2 separate regions of the Macaca mulatta genome follow, and region 2 is linked to region 1. Evidence: chromatin contacts called from public Hi-C data. All regions are on one chromosome and are shown on one strand. Each heading gives the region's core, a stretch centred on a gene start, on an enhancer-like site or on the middle of the called end of the contact. The rest is flanking DNA. Distances are from core to core; before and after follow the strand shown.

What was found. Hi-C and Micro-C count contacts between places; a contact is called where the count stands out from the background.
Region 2: a Hi-C map of blood shows a contact between it and region 1, with 3 times the contacts expected there. The contact joins the promoter of FAM43A here to the promoter of LOC100426071 in region 1. A contact is called at or near these places in 2 of 14 Hi-C or Micro-C datasets (blood and liver).

Annotation. Positions count from the first base shown.
Region 1 is chr2:3,987,380-3,991,198 of T2T-MMU8v2.0, forward strand. LOC100426071 (protein FAM151A-like) reads right to left here and starts at 1,881. Exons shown (of 4, transcript XM_015132546.3): 1 at 801-1,881; 2 at 624-691; 3 at 562-621; 4 at 1-559. The coding sequence starts at 1,780. The region is part of intron 2 of LOC144338969 (a long non-coding RNA gene); the gene reads right to left.
Region 2 is chr2:4,063,012-4,066,314 of T2T-MMU8v2.0, forward strand. It overlaps FAM43A (family with sequence similarity 43 member A), which reads right to left and starts at 1,539. Exons shown (of 1, transcript NM_001194070.2): 1 at 1-1,539. The coding sequence starts at 1,001. The region is part of intron 2 of LOC144338969 (a long non-coding RNA gene); the gene reads right to left.

The sequences.
Region 1 (3,819 bases), core at 631-3,130:
CTGGCTCCCAGCAGCACTGTCCTCTCAGAGGCATAGTCGCCCCTAGCTGGGCTGCGCTCCACTGTGACAGTGGCCCAGGGGGAGGATGCCAGCAGCCTGGCTACAGCTCCAGCCGTGCTGTGGCCCGGTGGCCTGGCCTGCATCTGGAAGGGCACAGGTTGCCAGAGCCCCTGGCACAGCTCTAGCATATCTGTGAACAGCTGTTCCTTGTAGCCACTGCCCAGCGCCTCCTCAGGCCAGCCTGGTGCCACAGTCTCACAGGGGAAGACCTCAGCCACAGCTCTAAGCAGTTCTCTGCCAGCCATGTGACCAGGGACTGAAAAACTCCTGTGGGAGATTTTGGCCCCCATCCACACAGGCTGATGCAAGAGGCCAAAGCTGAAGAGGCATGCCAGCAAGGCCAGGGACGGCCGCAGGGCTGCAGGCTCCACTATTTGCAAATGGACGCCCCAGTGTCCGGGATGTGTGGCCAGCTGCTGCAGGCAGGACTCCAACCTCAGGATGCTGCCACTTGGAGCACAAACAGTGGCCACGGGGTTCTCAGCCACAGTTCCCTCGAGCCAGTGTTCCGCAGGATCGTGCCTTCTGTGTCTGGGAGGGTGACTGTTGCTGTACCCCTGGGGCAGCATCAAGACCATCACCCCCGAACCACTGGAGAAGAGGGATCAGGCTGCCTCCCGTGTTACGTTTGCTTCCGTGTGGCATTCACTGTGGGGCCCCAAATCGCCCAGGTGAGGGGGCTGCCATTCAGGAATACCTTCTGTAGGTCACAGCTGTACAGCCATCCTCTCTAAGCTTGCCAAGTAGAGGCCAGCTGCTTGAACTGCAACAGGAAAGGCTCAAAGATGTCATAGTAGACTTGATGGATGGCAGTGTTGTCCTAGAGGTAGAGCAGATCCTCTGCCGACATGGGGTCCGAGGCGACCTGCCACAGCATCAGGCTGTACCTCTCAGACTGGCTCAGCAGCCAGCTGGAGTGGGGCCAGGTGGCTGGCACCGTGGAAGACAGCACAGGGAAGGTGACTCTCTGGGGCACCACTCCTACCAGCTCGTGCATCTTCTCCACCATCGCTCGGGTGTACATCCTGTTTGGGAACATGGGCACGTAGATGGTGGTCCAGCCTGGAGACAGGGTGGCCTGGGGATACTTCTCCTGGATGAGGGCTAGGAACTCTGTGGCACTGACCTCAGTTGAGATGGGCATGTCAGAGCCCTTTAAGATGTCAGTGTTGATCCGTGTGGGCCGCCAGACTTTGCCCCCTTCTGTCAGCTGCCACAGGAGGTCCAGGGAGGGGCCCACCGCCTTGATGTTCTTGAAGTCCAGTTTGATGCCCTTCTGGGAAGAGCCTGGCATACCGTCCAGCCACTGCTCCAGTGTGTTGAAGCTACGGATAGCCAGGGGGTGTGCCATGATGGGAACTCCTGTCTCATCGGCTGTGCCGAGCCCTTCGACATTGACGTCAGCCTCCAGGACGGTGATGTTGCCGTTTGGGGCAGCTGTCGTGGCTTCCTTGCTGTTGGCTGCGTGGTACCAGGTGACCTCCAGGGCACCTCGGCGGCTGGTCTGACCCAGGCCCAGCAGGTAATCCAGCATGTCGGCCTCGGGGCTGCAGGCCTCCAGCTCACAGCCTGGCCGCCGCAGGGTGATGGCAAGGACTACCGCAGCCATGACCACCACAGAAACACAGGTAATGCCAGCCAACCCCCACCTGACCCGATTCTTCGACAACTGCTCCCTGCAGGCCATGACGACGCCTGGCCATGTCTCCCAGGGAGACATCTCAGTAGCATCTGGGAGAATGAGGAGATGCCTGTTTGCTGTGGATTATATGGGCGCCTCAACTGGGCTTCTAGACCAGAGATGAGACGGTGTCGGTACGAGGACATATTCTGGAGCCTGTGTAGTTCTATCTGGCTGTGGGCAAGTCAGGCTAACCTTTTAGTCAAGGGATCCGCAAGAGTGGTCCAGAGACCACGTGCATCAGCATCATCCGGAGAACATGTTTAAACACTGATGCTTAGGCCCCGTCCCAGACGACTGAACCAGAATCTCAGAGGACAGCCCATAATCTGCATTTTTAAATAAGTTCCCCATGATGCAAGGGATCCTGGTGCATCTCACCCTCAAGAGCTCTGTCCGTTACCCTGCACTGCCAGGCATCCGGGGGAGGTTTCTTCCCTGCAACACTCACTCCTCATTCACACTTCAGCCAAACGGACCCTGTGAGACACCCAAGTGTAGGGAAGGCCTGTGCCTTCTTCGCTTCTTGCTAGGGCTGTCTTCCCACACTCACCACAGGGCCACATCTTATCCTTCAGGGCACTGATGACATAGCCACTGCCCATACATTGGAGGTGCTCTGACAAGGGGCTCAGGCAATGCAGACCTTATCCAGAGAGACTGGAGGCGATACTGCAAAACGGTGCTACCTGGGCAGGGTGAGATGCTGAGGTACCACTCAAGCGTGTGTTCAAAGCCGCATGCTCCCTCCCCTTTCCTGATACCTGGACCCTCAACCTTGTGAGCCCAAGTGGCCTGTCTTTTCCCTCCTGCCAGCCTCTGTGTGAATTCCTGAGACAGCTTGGGCCTTCCGTCTGAGCCTTCTTAACCCAGAGTCCCCAGGCCTGCATTCCTTTCTTGGGGAGCTCTGAGCTTCCAAAAAGGGGCAGAATGAGTGAGAAGGGGGAGTGAAGGCAGCCTGAAATACCAAGGACCTTTGACAGGCTCTCTGACCCTGTGGAGCCAAGATGGCACCATTTCTCTCCAGTCTGGGCAATAAGAGTGAAACTCCGTCTCAAAAAAAGAAAAAGCCACAGGAGCAAGTCCAGGCACCAGGTAGCCTCTCTGTGGATGCTGCCTGTGTCTAGCCCTTTCTCTGCTTTAGCCAGAGGAAGGGGGGTCAGGAACCCCAGGCACCCCCTCTGCTGTCTGTCCCACTCACATACAGGTCTCAGGCTGCCCAACAATTCGCCCTGCCCCATCGTTGGTTAGTCTTGACATTGTGCTTTAAGGGGTAGGCATGTTGATGGCAGCAGCCCCGTCACCACAGCCAGAAGCCTGGTCCCTTGCTGGCCCCCTCCACTCCCAGCTAGAAACAGTCTCTTCACTTCCCTCGCCTCCGCCTCCTCATTTGTAAGTGGCGTACAAAGTTCAAGTCCATACCTAAGTCTGGGGGCCGCTGTGAGAATTAATCTGATAATCGATGTTGAAAACACTGGCTTAGAACACTGTAAAACAGGCTAGATTTTTTAATGTTTCCTTCTTTCATTTTTGATGCTTGAAGTTATTTCAAAGCCTTGCTTTGCTGCTTTTAAAAGTCACATGCAGTCACGTGCCACAGAGGAACACCTTGGTCATTGATAGACCTCGTACACAACAGTGGTCCTACAAAATTACAATAGAGTCAAAAAATTCCTATTGTGTAGTATTTTTATACAACACCTTTTATCATTATTTTAGAGTGCACTTCTTGTATTTTTTTTTTAAGTTAACTGTGAAACAGCCTCAGGTAGGTCCTTCAGCAGGTATTCCAGAGGAAAACACTGTTATCATAGGAGACACGAGCTCCATTCACGTTACCGCCCACGAAGAGCTTCCAGTAGGATGAGGCTTGGAGGTAGAAGGCAGTCATATTCATGATTCTGACCCAGTGCAGGCCTAGGCTAATGTGTGTGTCTGTGTCTTTGTAACAAAACATTTATAAAATAAAAATAAATAAATAGAAAAAGTTTATAGAGTAAGGATATAAAGGGAATATGGGCCAGGCGCGATGGTTCATGCCTGTAGTCCCAGAACTTTGGGAGTATGAAGTGGGTGGA
Region 2 (3,303 bases), core at 289-2,788, 75 kb after region 1:
GGGCCCAGGGAGCCCCCGCCGCCCCCTAGCGCCTCCCCACGGCCATTCTCCAGAGTGTCCAACAAGTCCCCGCACTCAAAGTGCATGGCGACCACCAGCGCCTGCTGCGCCTCGGCCTCCTCTGCTGGATCTCCCTCTGCCGCATGGTTCTCCTCTTCCTCCGGGCAGCCCTCGGGGTGCTCCTCTTCCTCTTCTTCCTCCTGTAGCTCCTGCTCCTGTTGTTCCCCGAGCAGGTCCTCGGTGATGGAGCCGAGCTTGGGCGCACTGCGGCTGCGCTCCACTGGCGGTTTATAGCAGCAGGGTCCGTGCAGGAGCAGCTTGCGCAGCGGTACTAGCGGGATGGTGTGTGCGCCCACCAGCTCCTGCTGCTGGTGACGCGCGTCGTCCCGCCGCTTGAGGCGTTTAAATTCCGCCAGCGCGTTGGCCGACGTCTGGTAGAGCAGCAGGGCCATAGCCTGCGCCTTTTCGGGCTTGGACACCAGCACGGCGTGGCAGCGCAGCATCACGGCCTTGTGCTTCAGCTCGTGCCGGTACACCCAGGCGAAGACCTTGGGCAGCCGCGCGTCCGCCACGCAGTAGGTGACGCGGTGTAGCAGGTAGAGGTGGCCCGGGCGGCGCAGCGCGCGCTCCTCGGCGTGCACCATGCGGATACCCTGCGCACTCACTGTCAGCTTCATCTTGGTGCCCTGACGGCCCGCCTCGCTCTTGCTCCAGATCTTGCCCACAGCAAGGTCGGTGCAGCCGTCGCCGCGCGCCTGGATGGTTGTGGCATTACCCAGGTAGAGCACGGTGTAAGTTGGGTCCTCGCTGGTGATGTGCAGCTTCTTGCGCTTGGAGCGGAACATGCTGCCCACCCGGCTAAGCGCGCCTTCGGGGCACGCCCGCGCCAAAGAGCTGAGCGCCGAGTAGTGCAGGCTCACAGCGTAGCCCTTGGGCTTGGACGCCTGCCGCGGCGGCGCCTCGGCCAGCAGCTCGAACTTGTGCTTCTTCCACGGTAGCATCTCCGGAGGGCGCCCCGGCGCAGCTGGGCGGCGGCGGCGGAGCGCCGGGTGCGAGGCCCGCTGAGCCACCGGCCCCTGCCGGGCTCGGCCCGGGCAAGATCGAAGAATAAAACTACTGGGAGCGGCCCAGTGGTAGGGAGTTGGGGGGAGGGGAGGAGACAGAGTGCTTAGGAACCCCGCAGGGGGTGGGGGTAAATTTTCTAAAAAAGAAAATATTCAGCTTCGAGTGTGCAAAAAAGGTTGAGGGGGGGAGGGACACACGCGCACACAGAATTACCCCAGCCTGGGCAAGGGCGAGGGCAAAGAGTCTCAGGCAAGCAACAAAATGCGAGGGAGAGAGAACGAGCGTGGAGTGGAAAATGTCAGGAAAAAAGCTAGAAGCGCGCGTGCAAATAAATAAAGAGAGCCCCGTAAACAGCACCCGGGATGGTGCGAGAATAATGCGGGAACTCCTCGGCGAACGTGAAGAGGATCCCCTAACACACACAACCCCCAGGACTGGGGCCAAAACCCGCGGAAACTCTACAGTGACTGTGCCCAGGGGCCGGTGCTCCCCACCTCCGAGGGGTGCTGGAGACGGAGAGCCCCTCCGCTGGGCTGGTCTCAGAATCAGCAGCTCGCCCAAAGTGCTGTCGGATGCTGGGTCCGGCTGGCCGCGGCTGGCCCCGCGCAGCAGTCCCGCAGGGACTCACTGCATCTTCGCTCTGCCGGGGACTCGCGCTCGGCCCGCTCACTGTCCGGGCTGGTTTGGCCGAGACAGCGCTGGGCTTCGAGGGCAGGGGGCGAGCATGGCCGGGTCCGGGGACCACCGCTACCTCATTTCTTCCCTCGAGGCGGTGTCCAGCTCCGCTCCTGGGCTCTCCACGGTCTGCTGCCCGCCTTTGCAGCGCGCCCTCTCCGGTGCTGCGAGCGGTGGTGGCCGGCTCGCCTGCCTCACATCCTTGCCGTCCGGGAGGAAGATCTCGGGTAAATATAGGCCGGCGCGAACCATTCGCCGCGCGGGGACAGGGGAGGAGCAGAGAAGAGGATCTGTTTGGGGCTCAGACGCCGGACGGATTCCTGGTCTCTTAAAGGGACCGGGTGACAGCCATTGGTCAAGGGAGCGGGGAGACCGGTCCAATCCGGCAATTACATCCCAAATTTACCAGCACCTCTTTTGTCTACGGAAATCACTGGGACCTGGGGTTACCCCGCAGCAAAAAGACTTGAATCCTGACACTCCACCCCCAGGCTGAATTGCAACTCGCTGAATACATGTACGTCTAGATCGAAACTTCTGAGGGAGGTGGCAGAAGATGAGACTACAGATTATAATTTCCTGTGCAAAAAGTTTGGGAAAATAGTGGTTTCTTCCTTGTGTGGCGGCTTTATGAGAATGACTGGGTGCTGTTTAATATTATTTTCAGAATTGTGTTCCATTAAAGAAAAGAGAGGTGCACAGAAAACACAAGGCTTATCTCTCACTATCTTGAGCTCGTATTCACAGGTAAGCAGCAGACAGTGTAAAGTGAGGTGAGTGGTAACATGACTGGGGAGACTACTATAGAATATCATCAATGAATAAGGCGCTTCCCCATCCGAACCCCAGCAAGACCCGCTCCTGCTGTCGGGCCTCAGGGTAGAGCAATTTTCTGAGATACACACAATTTCTAAGTAAGGCTCGTGTGTAGTTAGGACTTAGTTTACTTTGGCAAGCCGGTTGTGTGGTGTCATTATATCATGGGCATATTTTGGATGAGAATTCCTAGTAAAAATTCAAATGCTATTTTTTTATTTGAGTGACAAATAATGCCTGGCCACCCTCCAATGGGAGTGATAATTGCATCAGTATTGCTTTTATCATGTGCCAACTGGACAGTGTAGTTGTCCTCTGACCGGCTTGACCCTTAGCCAGTAACTCGTTTCTGGGCCCTTGAAACAGCCCGCTTGCCTCTATAGTATGGTCAGTCAAAGCAAAAAGACTTATAGCTGGAGTGGGATAAATGTCCGAATGATCCTGCATCAAACTCCCAGCCCGGTCCTGGAGGAGGACAGCGATCCCTTCCCACCATCCCAGTCCACCGGGGATCTTTGAGGTCTCTGGCTTCCACGCCACGTCTTCATGCCAGAGTCACTGCAACTACTCCTGGAAATTCCCTTGGGATATTCCAACAAAATAAAACTGATCCCTGCCCATCCTCTACCTTTGCCAACTTTTGACCTTCCTTTGAACTCTGAGTTTTCTCAAGAGTCACTGGTGCTGAGTTTCCATTTAAGTTACTTTTCTGACTACCTTTTGGTGCCAGGCCCTGAGCTAGGAGCA